2 separate regions of the Pan troglodytes genome follow, and region 1 is linked to region 2. The links are chromatin contacts, called in public Hi-C maps. All regions are on one chromosome and are shown on one strand. The core of a region is the stretch at or near the end of the contact, and the rest is flanking DNA. Distances in the headings are between cores, read along the strand shown.

The links. A called contact is a pair of places that touch in the nucleus more often than the background predicts.
Region 1: a contact with region 2 is called in a Hi-C map of stem cell-derived neural progenitor cells, with 9 times the contacts expected there. The contact joins two enhancer-like sites. A contact is called at or near these places in 1 of 7 Hi-C or Micro-C datasets (stem cell-derived neural progenitor cells) and 1 of 1 datasets of contacts at active chromatin or transcription factors (stem cell-derived excitatory neurons).

Annotation. Positions count from the first base shown.
Region 1 is chr5:27,536,465-27,543,906 of NHGRI_mPanTro3-v2.0_pri, reverse strand. SOX4 (SRY-box transcription factor 4) reads right to left here and starts at 1,812. Exons shown (of 1, transcript XM_527244.9): 1 at 1-1,812. Within about 2 kb of position 6,021, at least 18 of the 24 cell types and tissues checked have an H3K27ac peak or open chromatin away from gene starts, as enhancers often do. A contact at or near this core is called in stem cell-derived neural progenitor cells, where this site is marked.
Region 2 is chr5:27,134,526-27,141,682 of NHGRI_mPanTro3-v2.0_pri, reverse strand. All of the region lies in intron 13 of CDKAL1 (CDK5 regulatory subunit associated protein 1 like 1), which reads right to left. Among named protein-coding and RNA genes, the nearest start is that of SOX4, 400 kb to the left of the region's middle. Within about 2 kb of position 5,097, at least 4 of the 24 cell types and tissues checked have an H3K27ac peak or open chromatin away from gene starts, as enhancers often do. A contact at or near this core is called in stem cell-derived neural progenitor cells, where this site is marked.

The DNA of each region.
Region 1 (7,442 bases), core at 4,772-7,271, 400 kb before region 2:
CAGGAGTTCCTCCAGTGCAGACTCTTAAAGAGCGTGCAAGAACTAGAGACCCGACAGCGAAACAGGCCTCTTCCCCTCACACACAGTTTCTCTTGCTGCAGCTTAGAGCAGACCCCAATTCCGCCTCGCGCCTCTTTATCCTTTCACAGTCTTGGCTGCAGCCAATCAGCTGCTGTAACCAACGCTTCCTCATGCCAAACCCCTCCCCCGGGCTTCCCATTGGCTTGGAACCCGATGCAATAATAATCTCCGCGTGCAATGAGAAGCTCCAAATCTGACCTCATTCCAATTTACAGAGCAAACTTTTTAAAAGGGCTAGAAGTACAGCTGAGATTTCTGCTGCCTCTTTTTTCCTTTTGCTGTGTGTGTGTGCGCGCGTGTGTGTGCGCGCGTGCGTGTGTGTATAGTGTGTGAAGAGGATGTTAATGCATGAAATTATTAAGGGGAGAGACGGAAATGTATTCTAACCATTATGTTAGATAACAAGGGGCTTGGAACGGGGCGGGGTAAGGGTGAAATACTGTAAATGGAAGCTTTCTGCTTAAAAGCCAAGTGATTATTTTTATTAGTTCTTTTCAGCATTGGAATAAAGAATCAGCCTCTGGTGCAAAATCTGTTCCCCAGCTCTTTCTTAAAGCCAAAGCTGTAAAGGGGAAGAGAAAGCCACAAAACAATAAATCAATGGATATTGAAAACCATTAAGAAAGTGGTACCTGGACACCTGTCATCACAATTATTTTAACAACTCTAGGTACAGCACAGATGTTGATGTATTGTGTAAATCCCTTCAGAACCGTTTTTGTGCTGTTTGTGGAAGGCAGGGAAGAGGACTTTGCAATAATTGCTTACTCTCTTAACCAAGCAAGGGTCAACTATGGTTATTTAATGATTTAAACTCCCTGTAAATCCTGCATAGCCCAAACGGGGGAGCTTTCCCTTGAAACACATTAGGTAGTGCTCCGTAATTACCTCAATAGGCAGATTTCCAGAGTTTTGTATAGGATGTATAATGGCATGTAAAGGATGGAAATCGGTTTTACTTTCTAAATATTTGTTTTCCCTGTTTTCAAAATTAAAGATTGCTTCACTCTCTTCCCTCTCCTCCTCCCAAAGCCATCTTCCTCCTTTCCTTCTTATATATTTCCTCTTATCTGTTACTTGAATCGAAGGGAACTGAAAAATCAAGGCAAAGAGAAACTGTAGAAGGAGGTGATAACTGGTAGCAGAAGAGAATGGGGCCTCCGGATTCATAGTAGACCTGGCTGCTAATCCTTCTTAATGGTTTGTAACTATGGGGATGTGGCCAAGTCTCAGTTTTCCTCATCTATTATATGGGAACACTAGGAGCTACTTTATAGAGGGTTTTTATGAGGGTTCAATGAATTTGTGACTATGAAGCACCTGATGTATTGTAAGCCCTCAATGAATACTAATACCTTCCTTTCTAATTCAGATGCCAGACACACTCCTAGTAAAAGCTGCATGTTGTTCAAGAGGCTAAAACAGAATAGCCACTTATGTAAAAAAGTAATAACAGGCGGGACGCGGTGGCTCATGCCTGTAATCCCAGCACTTTGGGAGGCTAAGGTGGGTGGATCACTTCAGGTCAGGAGTTCGAGACCAGCCTGGTCAACATGGTGAAACCCTGTCTCTACTAAAAATTAAAAAATTAAAAAATTAGCTGGGCAGGGATGCATGCACCTGTAATTCCAGCTACTCGAGAAGCTAAGGCGGGAGAATTGCTTGAACCCAGGAGGTTGCAGTGAGCTAAGATTGAGCCACTGCACTCCAGTGTGGGTGATAGAGTGTGACTATCTCAAAAAAAAAAAAAAAAGTAATCACAGATCATTGATGTGAACCATAGAAGGACAATAGTGGCAACCCTGCCATTCCATTGATTTTAAAAGAAAGAAACTCCATGAAGAATACTAAGAAGAATGTGGCAAAGAAAGGATGCCAAGGTATTCAAAATAAACGTTGGCTACAGAAATTACTTGTTTTCCAATGTCTGAAAATTAGAATTGTAGTAAAAATCAGCTTTCCTTAACACTATAATAGGAAACTAATATTCTTCAGGCTAACCATAAGTGGTTAGGTAAAGTCAATCCAAAATAATTAAGTCAGCTTTTGATTCAGATTAAACTAGTGCTGGGTAGTAAATTTCTATGTATCTTGTCAAACTTTTAAAGTATGTAGGCTGGCAATAGGCCCAGGTTGTCAGACTTAGAATTTTACTGGAAAGAACACCCTATGTAGCCATCTGACTGGATCTGTAAGGATCAACCACAAGCAAAACTGTTTTTGTGGGTAAAAGCAAATAATTTTTGACGATTAGCTACTTGTATTACATAATTTTTTTAAAAAAGGAGAAACAAATCCTTAAAAAAAGAAAAACCCAAACCAAAAACACACAGGCACCTTTTTTGCATAACAGTGTTGCTGTGTTATATACTTCATTTTCTCTGGTGTGCATAGAAACACATCCTTAAATGTTACCAATCTGACAAAAAAAAATTATTTTAAGAGGGCTGTTATCTATAAGATCAATATTTTCACTAGGATAAAAAAGAATATTTATTTTTGAATTTGTACTAATGATTTGAGGGTGTAGCTAGTTTGATAATTCAGTCAAGTTGAGTATCAACATTATTGATTATATTTCTCAGTCATTTATGCTTCCATCATCGAATATGATAGGGAAGAGTGGAAGTTAAAGCAGTCATATATGTTTCTGCTTAAAACACATGGATTTTTTAAAGGGTGTACTAAAACACAGCCACTGGCCTCATTCTTTTGTTACATGTATTTTCTGTATTTCAACAAATCCAACAAATTTTAAGACACACCATTATATTACATTCCACCAAGGAAGAAAGCTGCCAATGAAACTGTGATATCCCCCTAGATGTAGGATGCCTCCTTATTTCAGGAAGAGTTGAAATGAAAAGAAAAATTTCCTCTTAGACTTGATGAAATATGGTATCAGTAACTTCCATTGACTTTATAATTACTGTATATATATTTATATATTACACAAGTGCCTAGACTTCTGAAATAGATCTGTTCTAATGGGTTAGTTCTCTTAGAATGTAAGAAAACATATGACGAATGCCCTTTTATTAAAGTCATCTTTGTGACCAACTAAGTGTGTGCACACTGGAATGTGTTGGACCTCTCAATACCAAATAATGAGAAAAGATTTCTCCCTTCTCATTCCCTAACTTCCTATGCTCTGTAATCAGTTCTCCATTACTGACATTTTTTTCCCCAAATACCAGATATTTGGTGGCCCCTACTAAATCAGTACGCAGTGTTCCCTCTGCTGGCTTTGCAGTACATGAAGTAATTCTTAATGCTAGTCTTTTAGCTGTATTAAGAGAAAGCCAAGATAATTTTGCAGAAAAAAAAAATCCTGGTTTAGAATAATAAACTGTCTTTGTTAGCAATGATGTTAGACATTTCCAATTTTGAATTAGGTATTTTATTTTATTCCCTTAAATGATGGAATTCCATTTGAGATGTAAGTGTAATATCTGCTAATGCATTTCTTCTGCTCTCACACATCTACACAACATAAAATCTCACATCCATACAATGGTATGGGGCATAGATGAAATAAGATTCTATTCCACTGCTTAATATATTCCTTTGGCATGGAGGGAGGGACCTGAATGGAAATTAGTTTAACAAATCTGGATTTGCACTGATTTGCAAGATTTTGCCTTGCCTTGGTTATAGAAACTATGATTGTAGGCGCTAGTCAGACCTGACAAGTATTCAGTTCAAATAAAATAAAGAGGAGGAAAAACTGTGTAGTTGTTACTTTACCTGACAAGGAAGAAGCCCTGGGAAATCTGATGTCATTGGCCTTTGTCAACTGAAAGGCGCCAGTTTTTTTGGGTCCACACTTTATGGAAAAGAAGCCTCCATGTGAGGCTGATTTACTTCTCAGTCAAGTAGACAAACATAACTTGCACTTCATCCTTTTGGGCTGATGACATTGCATTGTAACTGGGCTCAGCGCGTAATGGGGGTGGGGGTGCGTGCATTGAAAAATAATATATGGAAATAACTCATATTTGCAAAATATCAAAATAGGATTCTGGGGTAAATGAAACCTAGCATTTATTTTTATCACTAGAATAAGCTAAGAGTTAAGAAACCTGCATTTGTAACAATTGTACCATTTTCCTCTCATAACCAGTGACTAGCACACAGTAGGCTTAAGCTGTTCATGCCAATGCCAACTCATTATTCCTTTCCTTCGATTTTCTCAAGAAAACAAGCAGAAGACGAATGTTTGCAGGGCCACTTGGATTGCAAGCATGAATACAGGCTTCTGCTTCTATTCTAGAGGCAGAGAGGCACGGCACCCGGGGAGAGCCTGGGTTTGTCTGCAGCCAGCCGGCTCCCAATCTGGGGAGAAGCAGCCGCCAGGTGGCATCGCTGAGCCTCCCTGCGCCCGCGAGGCGAGGTAGGAAATCGTGGGGATAGTCAGTCTTCTTTCTTCTCCCCCTTCCTCCTCTCCCGACCCCCCTACCACTCCCTACCACTGTACCTTCTTTAGTTAGAGGCTTAAACGCTCAACGAGTAACAGGGTATGTCGATGAATTCTGATTTTTTTTCATAAATCAAAGTTTAGGGCAACCACCCGCCGCCTCCTGCTCACTTGTCAGGAGCTCCGGGTGACTGGGGAAGCCTAGACCAGCTTCCTGTCTGGATCAGGTAACCCAAGTCGGGGGATTATCAATTTCAGTTTCCCTGTCTTCTTGCTAAAGTGAATGCAGTTTCTCCGGCTTCCGAGAGCGGCTGCAGAGAAACGACGCGCCTTACTTAAGGACGCCAGTGCAAAGGCCACTCCCTACTCAAAAAAAAAAAAAAAAAAAAAAAAAAAGAGGTTTCCTTCAGGCAGAACGCCTTCCGGAGCGCAGCGACTCGGTCTCGCAGGCACAGCGCTCTCCCTGGCTTAAGCTCGCCGAGGATTAATGGTGCTCAGCCTCGCTCCGCCGCGGCAGCCGAACCTCTCCTTTCGCTTACAGTTACAGGGAGGAAATAAATTGGAATCGACTCAGACTGTGCTTTCTGGAGGAAAGTCCTTCCTACTGTAAACATGTTTCAGGCGATCCTGTCAGCAGCATTTTAACACCCGTCTTCCGTTTAGGTTTTACGACCGGGGAAGGAGCTGAAGACACGCGCGCGCACACACACACAAACGCGCGCGCACACGCAGCCCAAGCGAGGACACCTCCCGCACCCTCGCGGGCTCCCAGCCCTCCTTTGAATTTGCAACCGGTCGCGGATAGGTTGGGGGGGTCGTTTCCCAGGAGCTTGGCTCCTCTATCCTCCTACCTCATCCCCTGGCCCTTGGAGATGCTGTCCAGTTCCGTCACTGACCAGAACTGACAGCCACTTGGCCCCCTGCTCTCTTGGGTGCCCAGCATCCTTTGCTCTGGACGACTAAATGCTCTCTGTGAGCCTTGCTTGGATGGTACGGTGCGCGCTGTGCGTGTGGGACCCACTCTTCGGCAGGCACACGACCTTCGTACACCGGCTGGGCAACCACCCACTTCATCCCCTCCCCGGACCCCGCAGGCTGAGGCCCCATTGAGAGCGCAGCTGCAGCGTCTCTTTCAGGAGGGCAGAGCAGGCTGCGCGTGCACGGCGCGCGGGGGGAGGAAAAGGGCTGAGAGCTGAGGGAAGTCGACAATTGATTGCACCCCAGTCTTCAAGCGTCCCTTCTCCGCGGATCACGGAGGGACAGACGTGCATTGGCGCCTTCCCTCGATCCCTCGCTCGTGCAGGAAAGACTGGACGGTGGGGGCTCTCTGAGTTTGCGAGGGCCACGGAGGCGCCCCAGGGTGCCAGGCGCCCTTGTCAAGGGCCGCGCCCGAAGCTCCAGATTCAGTCCCCAGCACCTGTAGGAGGCGGTTTCGGGTCTGAGAGAAGGGAACATATGGCAGGTAGTTAACAGGGAGAGGCTGCGCTCTGGGCGCAGTTACGAGGAAGCCAAGCTCTGCGGAAGGTCTCGGCTCGCTTTGTCCTCCTTGGATCAGCTGGTCTCTGCCTTTCCGCTGGCAGCCGCGGCAGTCAGGCCCTGGCGCAAGCGTCCGGGTGGAGCTGCCTACACGACCCGGGGTGGCAGGGGTTGAGGGGGCGGCAAAACCACCCCAGTGGCCCCAGCAGGCGGTCTAGGTGGGGCACGCCCCACGGGCTTCCCACCCCCAACGCAACAGCCCGTTGTTGCAATTACAGTTTTAGCCCCGTGGGGGAAAGCGGGTGATTTCGCTTTTGGAAAAACACTTCAAGAGCAACCCTAAGCCAGCGTTACAAGCCAGTTGACCTGCTATTGGAGGTTGTGCGAGGGCGGGCTGGGGCGCGCGCGTCTGCCAGGGAGGGAATCCCGCTGGGGAGTGGGCAGAGGGAAGCAGAGCAAAATGTCAGATAACAGAAAGAGGGGAGGCGGAGGAAGAAAGGCGCTTGATTGCGGGGAAGTGGGAAGGCACGGAGACCGCATTGGCTGCTAAGTGACGCGGGTCAGGAGGAGAGGGACGCGTGCGTGGCGGGTAGCGACTGTAGGACGCACGGGCCCCCTCGCCAGGCAACCGATCTCCTTTCTTCCAGCCCTTCCCCTCCCATGTTCCCGCCGTAGTCAGACGTCACACTTGGCGCAGACAGCTTTGGGGGAACTCATAGGGATGGGAGGGGTGGGGCAGGGACCGTAGAACCCAGTGCCCCAGACCGCGCCTGGAGTGCAGTACACCTGGCACCCGGGACTCGCCATCTGCTCCCAGCTACCGCCTCTCGGGCCAGGGGTGTGGGCCTGGAGAAAGATAAGAGTACCGCGTGGGAGTGGATGGCCTGGCGTCAACCGCCTCAATGAACTCAGTCAATCAACGTTTATGGTGCTCCTACTGTGTGCCGAGCGCAGCCTCGGTCCCCTCCAGCTGCTGGGCTGGGAAACTGCACCATCTGTTCAGTTAATCAGCAAGCTAGAAAAGAATTCTGTGTATATGGTTGTAAAATAAGTTCAAAATTCTGACAATAATGCATATGCAAATTTGCCATGAAAGGAGGGTGATAGAGATAGTTTGGGGATCTGGAAAAGTGTTGGGTCTAGCAGTACAGAGGTTTTGTGATTTTTCACTGCTTCCTGAAGCATGAAACTCCATCCTTCCTGTCCCACATTCCAAGTTAAAAAAATAATTTAGTGACACTTTATCTGGCTATCACGATTCAAAAATAACTGAAGGCTAGTACTTAAAACACTCAAACTTAACTCATTAATTTCAAAAATATCAGACCCAAACCGCTGCCTTATTGTAACAAATATTTTGTAATATAACTTTACTCTCCTGAAATAAAATCTGTGGATTATGTAACTTACTATGCACAAAATTAAAAAAGAAACCATAATGTTCAAACTACAATATTAAAGGAGAAAT
Region 2 (7,157 bases), core at 3,848-6,347:
TCAGTAAGAAATGTTGCTTGCAAAGGTATTCTTTGGACTAGAAAAAGCAAAAGGTTTCTCTTAAACTCATATATGGCTTTAAACATAAACTGTATGTAAAGTTGCTCTTCTCTTTATAACTTTTTTTTCTTCTTACTTTCACTTTACTTAAACAGAAAGCCTGACGTGGCTTTGGAAAATAATGTCAATCAATTTCTATTCTGAGATGCTGAGTTACAAAAAGATTTCAATATTACTATTTAAATAGAGTAACAAAAAATTCACAAAGGACGTAGATATATGGACCTGTGTAAGATAGACATTTGTTTCTTGAAAATGGTGTTAAGGAAGAAAGAAACTATTTTGTTTCCCTTTAAGAGCTGCTGACAATTATTTTTTCTGTCCATTCTTTGCCTTAGGAAAAGAATGGAGATTAAAACACACATATCAGCCCGGGCGCAGTGGCTCACGCCTGTAATCCCAGCACTTTGGGAGGCCGAGGTGGGTGGATCACCTGAGGTCAGGAGTTCAAGACCAGCTTAGCCAACACGATGAAACTCCATCTCTACAAAAATACAAAAATTAGCCAGGTGCGGTGGCAGATGCCTGTAATCCCAGCTACTCGGGAGGCTGAGGCAGGAGAATCACTTGAACCTGGGAGGCGGATGGTGCAGTGAGCTGAGATCACGCCATTGCACTCCAGCCTGGGCGACAAGAGTGAGACTCCGTCTCAAAACAAAAAACAAAAAAACCCCCACACATATCAAAAGTTCCTGTAATCATTTACATCATGGTTCTAATAAACTTGAATTTTATCTGTGCTTATCCTACAGAATATTCTGACATGCTATTTCTGCAGCTAAGTTTTGTCTTTTATTGTAGATAATAAAATACAATTTTTCGACCTGACTGGTTTCTGAACGTATGACTCTGGGAAATGTCAAATGTCTTTCTTTAGCTCCAGTCAAATTAGTTTTTTTTTTTTCCCCCTAAGCTGCCTGGAACATGTTAAACACAAGGCTGTGACCTTCAACTCTGAAATAATATTTCTAGTGTCTGTGCAAAAGCCTGCCCTCACATACACCTTTAGACTAATTACTGCAGTGTAATGTTGCCAGTGAACCGCTGTAATTACACTTGGAGAAAAGTATGGTCTTGTTCTTTCCTAGCTAATGAAAATGATAACCTTTCCATTTTGATTCATCATTCACAACAGGCAGAGCACGCGATGCTGGGTCTCCTGGGTATACAGTAATTTTCCTGACTGTTTATGCTCACTTCTATTTTCTGGCCCTGCAGAAGCTGGAATTAAAGAACCAGGCATACTTATGCTAAAAACGGTCAACAGTAATAATAGCAATAACATTAAAATTTAATATCATCCTTACTCCACAATGCCATTCTATAATGAAATAGGGCCACGACACAAGAATGTGCGTCAAAAATGATGATAGCCCAGAAAACAAGTAATGAGCCTTTAAGTCCATCGTATTCAAAATGCTAGCCATCAATTTGTTGGTCTACTTAAGGGTTCTTAAGAGAAGATGTTGGACAGTTTATTCTCAAAGCGCTAGACTGGTAACTGATTCTTAAACAATGACAAAAAAAGGCATTCATTAGATTATTTGAAAACATTGTCCTCTGTGGAAAAAAAATTCTTTAGATACACTTATTAATGGATATAAATGTACTCAAAAGGGGAAGAATGTTCCTTTGAAGTGGAATAGCCATATTTTTAAGTATATATGCTTATGTATTAATTGCCATGGGTATCTTAGTAGCTTTATTTCTTCCTTCTTTGCATTTCAGAAATAACCTAAGTAGAAAGAAAAATTGCAAAACAATTTGGCTTTTCAAAAGTTATTCTTCCCTTCTTTGTGCAGTGATACAAGATACAAAGACCAGGCCCGAGGCAGTTCTACTGAATCAAATCAGACCATGAAGTTTCTTCTAACGAGAATCTCCTTGTGCTTTTCTTCACGCTGGTTGGTTTTCTTCTAGCCGTGTCTACCCCAGTAAGAGGAAGACAATCCGAGGTAGTCTCTTCCCAGCTGGGGGCAAAATCCCATTCTTAGTAACAAAGCTATTTTCATCTGCTGATCGAGAGCCAATAGTAAGAGCAAATAGTTACACAGGAAATGCCACACTGATGCCTTCCTGCCTGGCATCAGGGATCCAAATCTAGTGCTACCTAAACTGCCAGTTCAAAAAGCAGCTGCATTTTAACCACCTGCCTGTACATTCTGAGTATTCTAGAGCATTCAAAGGTATTGCCTATAAAGCTTTTTGTGGAATTAAAAAAAAAAAATTGTGGTAAGAACATATAACATGAAATCTACCCTCTCAACAAACCCGAACAAGTTGACCCTCCTATCACAGAGCCGGCACAAAGTACATCAGGTCTGTTTTTCCCCACACTGGGCAAGCTCTGTCATGCCCAGGCAGCCTGGGAAAGTGCTCAATATTGAAAACTGAAGTCCTATGGACAGATACTGCCAGTAAGATCTATCCAGGAGATCTGATTCATGGAAAGGGCCCGTGGAGCCAACACTGGATATAAGTGTAGAACTTTTTTATGAAAAGCTCAAACCTAAAAATTGAACAGAATTTCCATTCACTTCCACCCCCTTGATCTATTCCCACTGGTCTCTCTCAGCCATTACTTGGCAAGTCTAGGCCAGTCTTCTTTGAGAGCAGATTCTCAGAAAGGGACCTACTCATAAAAGTAGGTTGTGCACCTTAAATAGATACAATTTTATTTGTCAGTTGAAAAGATGAAAAAGAAGAAGCCACAAAATACTTGGAGGAAATATAAATTATTAGACATGTAACATGTTGATGAAACATTTTTAACATAATGCTATGTTGCCATAAATGAGAAGTTTTTAACTACTGATTTAAAAAAGTATATTAAGATTGTCATAAACAAAGTCAAAAAGCAAATAGAAAAAATTGCAAGTATGACATATATACTAATGACATGTTATATGTTATATAATATGAAGAGCCTTTACAAAACAGTAAGAAAACAATAAATGTTCCCAACAGAAAAACAAACTGCTAAAAAAGCAATTCAAAACCAAAAATCTAAATTATCTACATACAGCACATATATGAAAAAAGTTTCACTTCATTTTCAACAAATAAACACTAAAATAAGGAAATGTCCTTTTTTTTCACAAATGGGCAAAAATATGTATGAAACTGGGCTGTGCTTCTGGGAAAAATTTTTTTTCATACATTCCCCATCCCCAAAAGGTACACAAGTGACCAGTGATAACATTTAATAGGTCACTTTCTTGGAAAGTGCTTGTAGAAGTTTTGTTTCACTAACGACACAAAAAGTAAGCCAAATTTAAAAAAAGAGAAAAGCAAAAGCAAAAGCATTGGAGAGAGAGATTGTTTATGTAATCTAGTAATCTGCAGCAACTACTTGCCAACTCCCCTCACACCTTCATTGCTCCAAGTCCTCATTCCAAAAGCATGGGGAGTCAGGCAACTCAGTGAGCTACACCACCAGGTATTACCAATGGTATAAAACTCAGAATAATTCCGAGAAAGATTCAGACATTTGGAAGAAAAAAAGGTGTGGGTGTGGTATGCAGGACGCTTTCTAATTATCTTTATGGCATAAGAAAGCTTCTTTTCAAATACTAAATCATGAGAAAGGATGGATAAGCTCCAGCCTACCCAACTTCTAAATGAGAATTTTTAAAATCATGAATTCAGAGCTGGATTGGATAGAAGAGAGGACTTCAGAGATCATTTAGGACAAACTCTTCATATTACAGATGAGAATACAGGCCCCTTAGAGATTAAGTGACTTGGTCAAGGTCACATACCTCATAATATTTAATCTATAAAGTTAAAAATGGATTCTATCCTGTATCCTGCCAGTTGTTTTAGGCAAGTGGTGAATTACCCAATTACTTTAAAACTGCACCATGTATACAGTAGTCCTAGCCATATGTGGCCACTGGGCACTTAAAATGTGGCGAATCTCAATTGAGATGTGTTATCAAACACACACCAGTGCAAAGTACACACCGGATTTCAAAAATTTCACATGAATAAAAGAATGTAAGACATCTCATTAATTTCTATACTGAATACAGGCTGAAATGATAATAGTTTTGATATACGGGAGTAAATAAAATATATTATTCAAACAAATTTCACCTGTTTCTTTTTACGCTGTTAATGTGGCTATCAAAAAATGTGAAGTAACATCTGTGGTTCATACCATATTTTTATTGGAGAGGGCTGCTCTAAAACATTATGATGTTGTTTTTAAAAATTTAACGGAAATCTACCATTTCACTGTTTTAGAAAGGATATTAGTCATTTTTCAAAAAAATTTAAAAAAAAAAACTCACCACACTCTTAATTGTGGTAATCATGTAAATGTAATGTTTTAGTTTTAGGAAGGAATGTATACATGTCTATAAACTGTAAAGGCAGGAATTTTGAATAGCAAAATTGCTCTTTTTGACCATTAAATTATTCTTGCTTCCATTTTTCTGGTTGACCACAGCCTCTCTAAAACCTTATGGCATGATCAGCTTGCTCACTGTTTTTAGGGAAATCCAGGCAACCAAGGAGAGGCCATCTACATTTTCCAATCTGTCATCTTCCATTCAGTGTGGCTGCAAAAGCAACCATATAAAAAACACCGGCATTTGGACTTAAAAGGCAGAAAGTAATCATTATCAAAAAATTCATTTTTAAAAAATAAGCCAAAAATGAATGTCCAAAATAGGAACTGCCTTTGGTAAGATAAATCTTACATTCCCCCCCATTCCCCAAAGAATTCAGCATAGATGTGAGCAATAAATAACACGTGCAGTACACCCCACCACCTTTCAACCATTTGCCAGTCAGGATTGAGGCTGAGGAAGCAGAAAAGATTAAGCAGAAATCAAAGAGAGCCAAGCTCTAATGGTGTCTAATTAGCATAACAAAAGGCACTGCCACAATCTTTCAGCAGTGGGCAATACATCTCATTAAAGAAGACTGAATAACAATTATTCTCTCCTGACCCCCCCCGCCCCACCCCCATACTTCTTGGCTTAGCTCTGGGAGACCCTGAGAGCCCGGCTCCAAGAGCTTCTGCATTATTGGCCAGGCATTCAGGCTGCAGGGGAAAGAGCCCACTTGTATTACTGTGCACCTGCATCTCAATGCTTTATTCTGATTTCCTCTCCTGCTGTGAAAATGTAGCTTCCTCAAGTACATACAAGTCCTGATATGCAGTTTATAGGAATATAATATTGAGAAATGTCAATGATGACCTAAAAAATGAATACTACTTCTTCTAAAACATCTTTCTTGAAAGAAAATTGATCTAGTATTTATTTCTCTTCACCTATTCTATTTCCCCCTTAGTATTACTTCACTGTCTCAGACTTAATGAAGCTAAATTGAAATTCTAACAAATTTTATTGCAACCAGTAATTTGCTGTGTGCACACACAGGCACGCACACACACATAGATACGTAGACACATCATGCCATTTAAGTGGGAATACTTTGGTTCAGACCTATCCTCGCTCCCTATTTCCCCTTGATGTAGACAAGTGAGAAAATAGATGAATTTCAAAGAAAATCGAGATTGCAGGTGAGCATGTAGGTAGTTTTTGTATACATTTAAACCAAGAATAAAAGATTCTACTTAAATCAATAATTTAAAAATTCTTTCAGGGTGATTACTAACAAAGATAAAAGCTTTAAGCAATCCTATGTACTTTTTCATATCAATCTACTTTGGGGGAAGGATTGAGTGGGAAGGTGAGAGAAAGGACACAGTTATTTAGTCCAAACAATTTTCAATTCTGAGCTATATTTTTTGATCAGTAACACCTTTCAAAAGAAATTTAGTATGAGGGCTGCTTTTTTTTTTTTAATGGCCTCTCCTGCCAAACACAATAGTACATTGTCTACTTAAACCTGAACATTGCCATGTCTGCAAGTTGTTCTAGGAAAAGCTGTTTATCACAGATGTAGATAGGAACCACTGCAACAGTTCCTGAGACTAAATAGCAGAAACGAAGCCAACTCAAGGAGTAGCTGGGAAAACCTATATAGTATGTCTGGATTTTCAAACTGCTACAAAATTACTGCATTGTAGGAACTAAGAGACCTTGAGAATATTCAAATCATAGGCTGGGTACTGTGGCTCACCCTGTAATCCTAGCACTTTGGGAGGGTGAGGTGGGTAGATCACTTGAGCCCAGGAGTTTGAGACCAGCCTGGGCAACATGGTGAAACCCCATCTCTACAGAAAAAAAAAAAAAAAAAATTAGCTGCACGTGGTAGTGCACACCTGTAGTCCTAGCTATAGCTACTCCAGAGGCTGAGGTGGGAGGATTGCTTGTGCCCAGGAGGTCAAGGCACCAGTGAGCTATGAATGTGCCACTGTACTCCAGCCTGGGAACAGAGTGAGACCCTGTCTCAAATAAATAAATTAATTAATTAAATAAAAGCATTGGCTGGAGGCCTAAGGTGCGATATTTTAATGCTATGATACTTCGCACATGATAGTATACAGTTAAAATAAACCTTAGAAGATCACTTGAATTCTAAAAGGCCTTTCTCTGCGTGGTGAACTACTCAGCATTTAAGAGCTGGTTTCTGCGTGGTGGCTCATGCCTGTAATCTCAGCACTTTGGGCAGGCGGAGGTGGGTGGATCACTTGAGGCCAGGAGTTAGAGACCAGCCTGGCCAACATGGTGAAACCCCATGTCTACTAAAAATACAAAAATTAGCCAGGCATGGTGGTGGGTGTCTACAATCCCAGCTACTCAGGAGGCTGAGGCAGGAGAATTGCTTGAACCTGGGAGGTAGAGATTGCAGTAAGCCGAGGTCGTGCCATTGCACTCCAGCCTGGGAGACAGAGCGAGACTCCATCTCAAAAAAAAAAAAAAAAAAGGTCAAAGAAATGTATTTTGGGGTAAAATATTTTCATTTTTTTAGGGCCTGTTATCTGTCATGTGATGCTATACCAGAATCAGGTTGGAATCTGGTATCTTATTGTTACAAAAAGTCTGTTTTGTCAGTCTTAAGTTCTCTGTTTTAATGTTACTGCTGGTCAGCTGTACCTGAATTCCAAACAGAGGAGAGCATAATGAGGCATGTCCAACCTACCCATCCAACCCCCAGTCCCTGCTTCCTCTCATGGC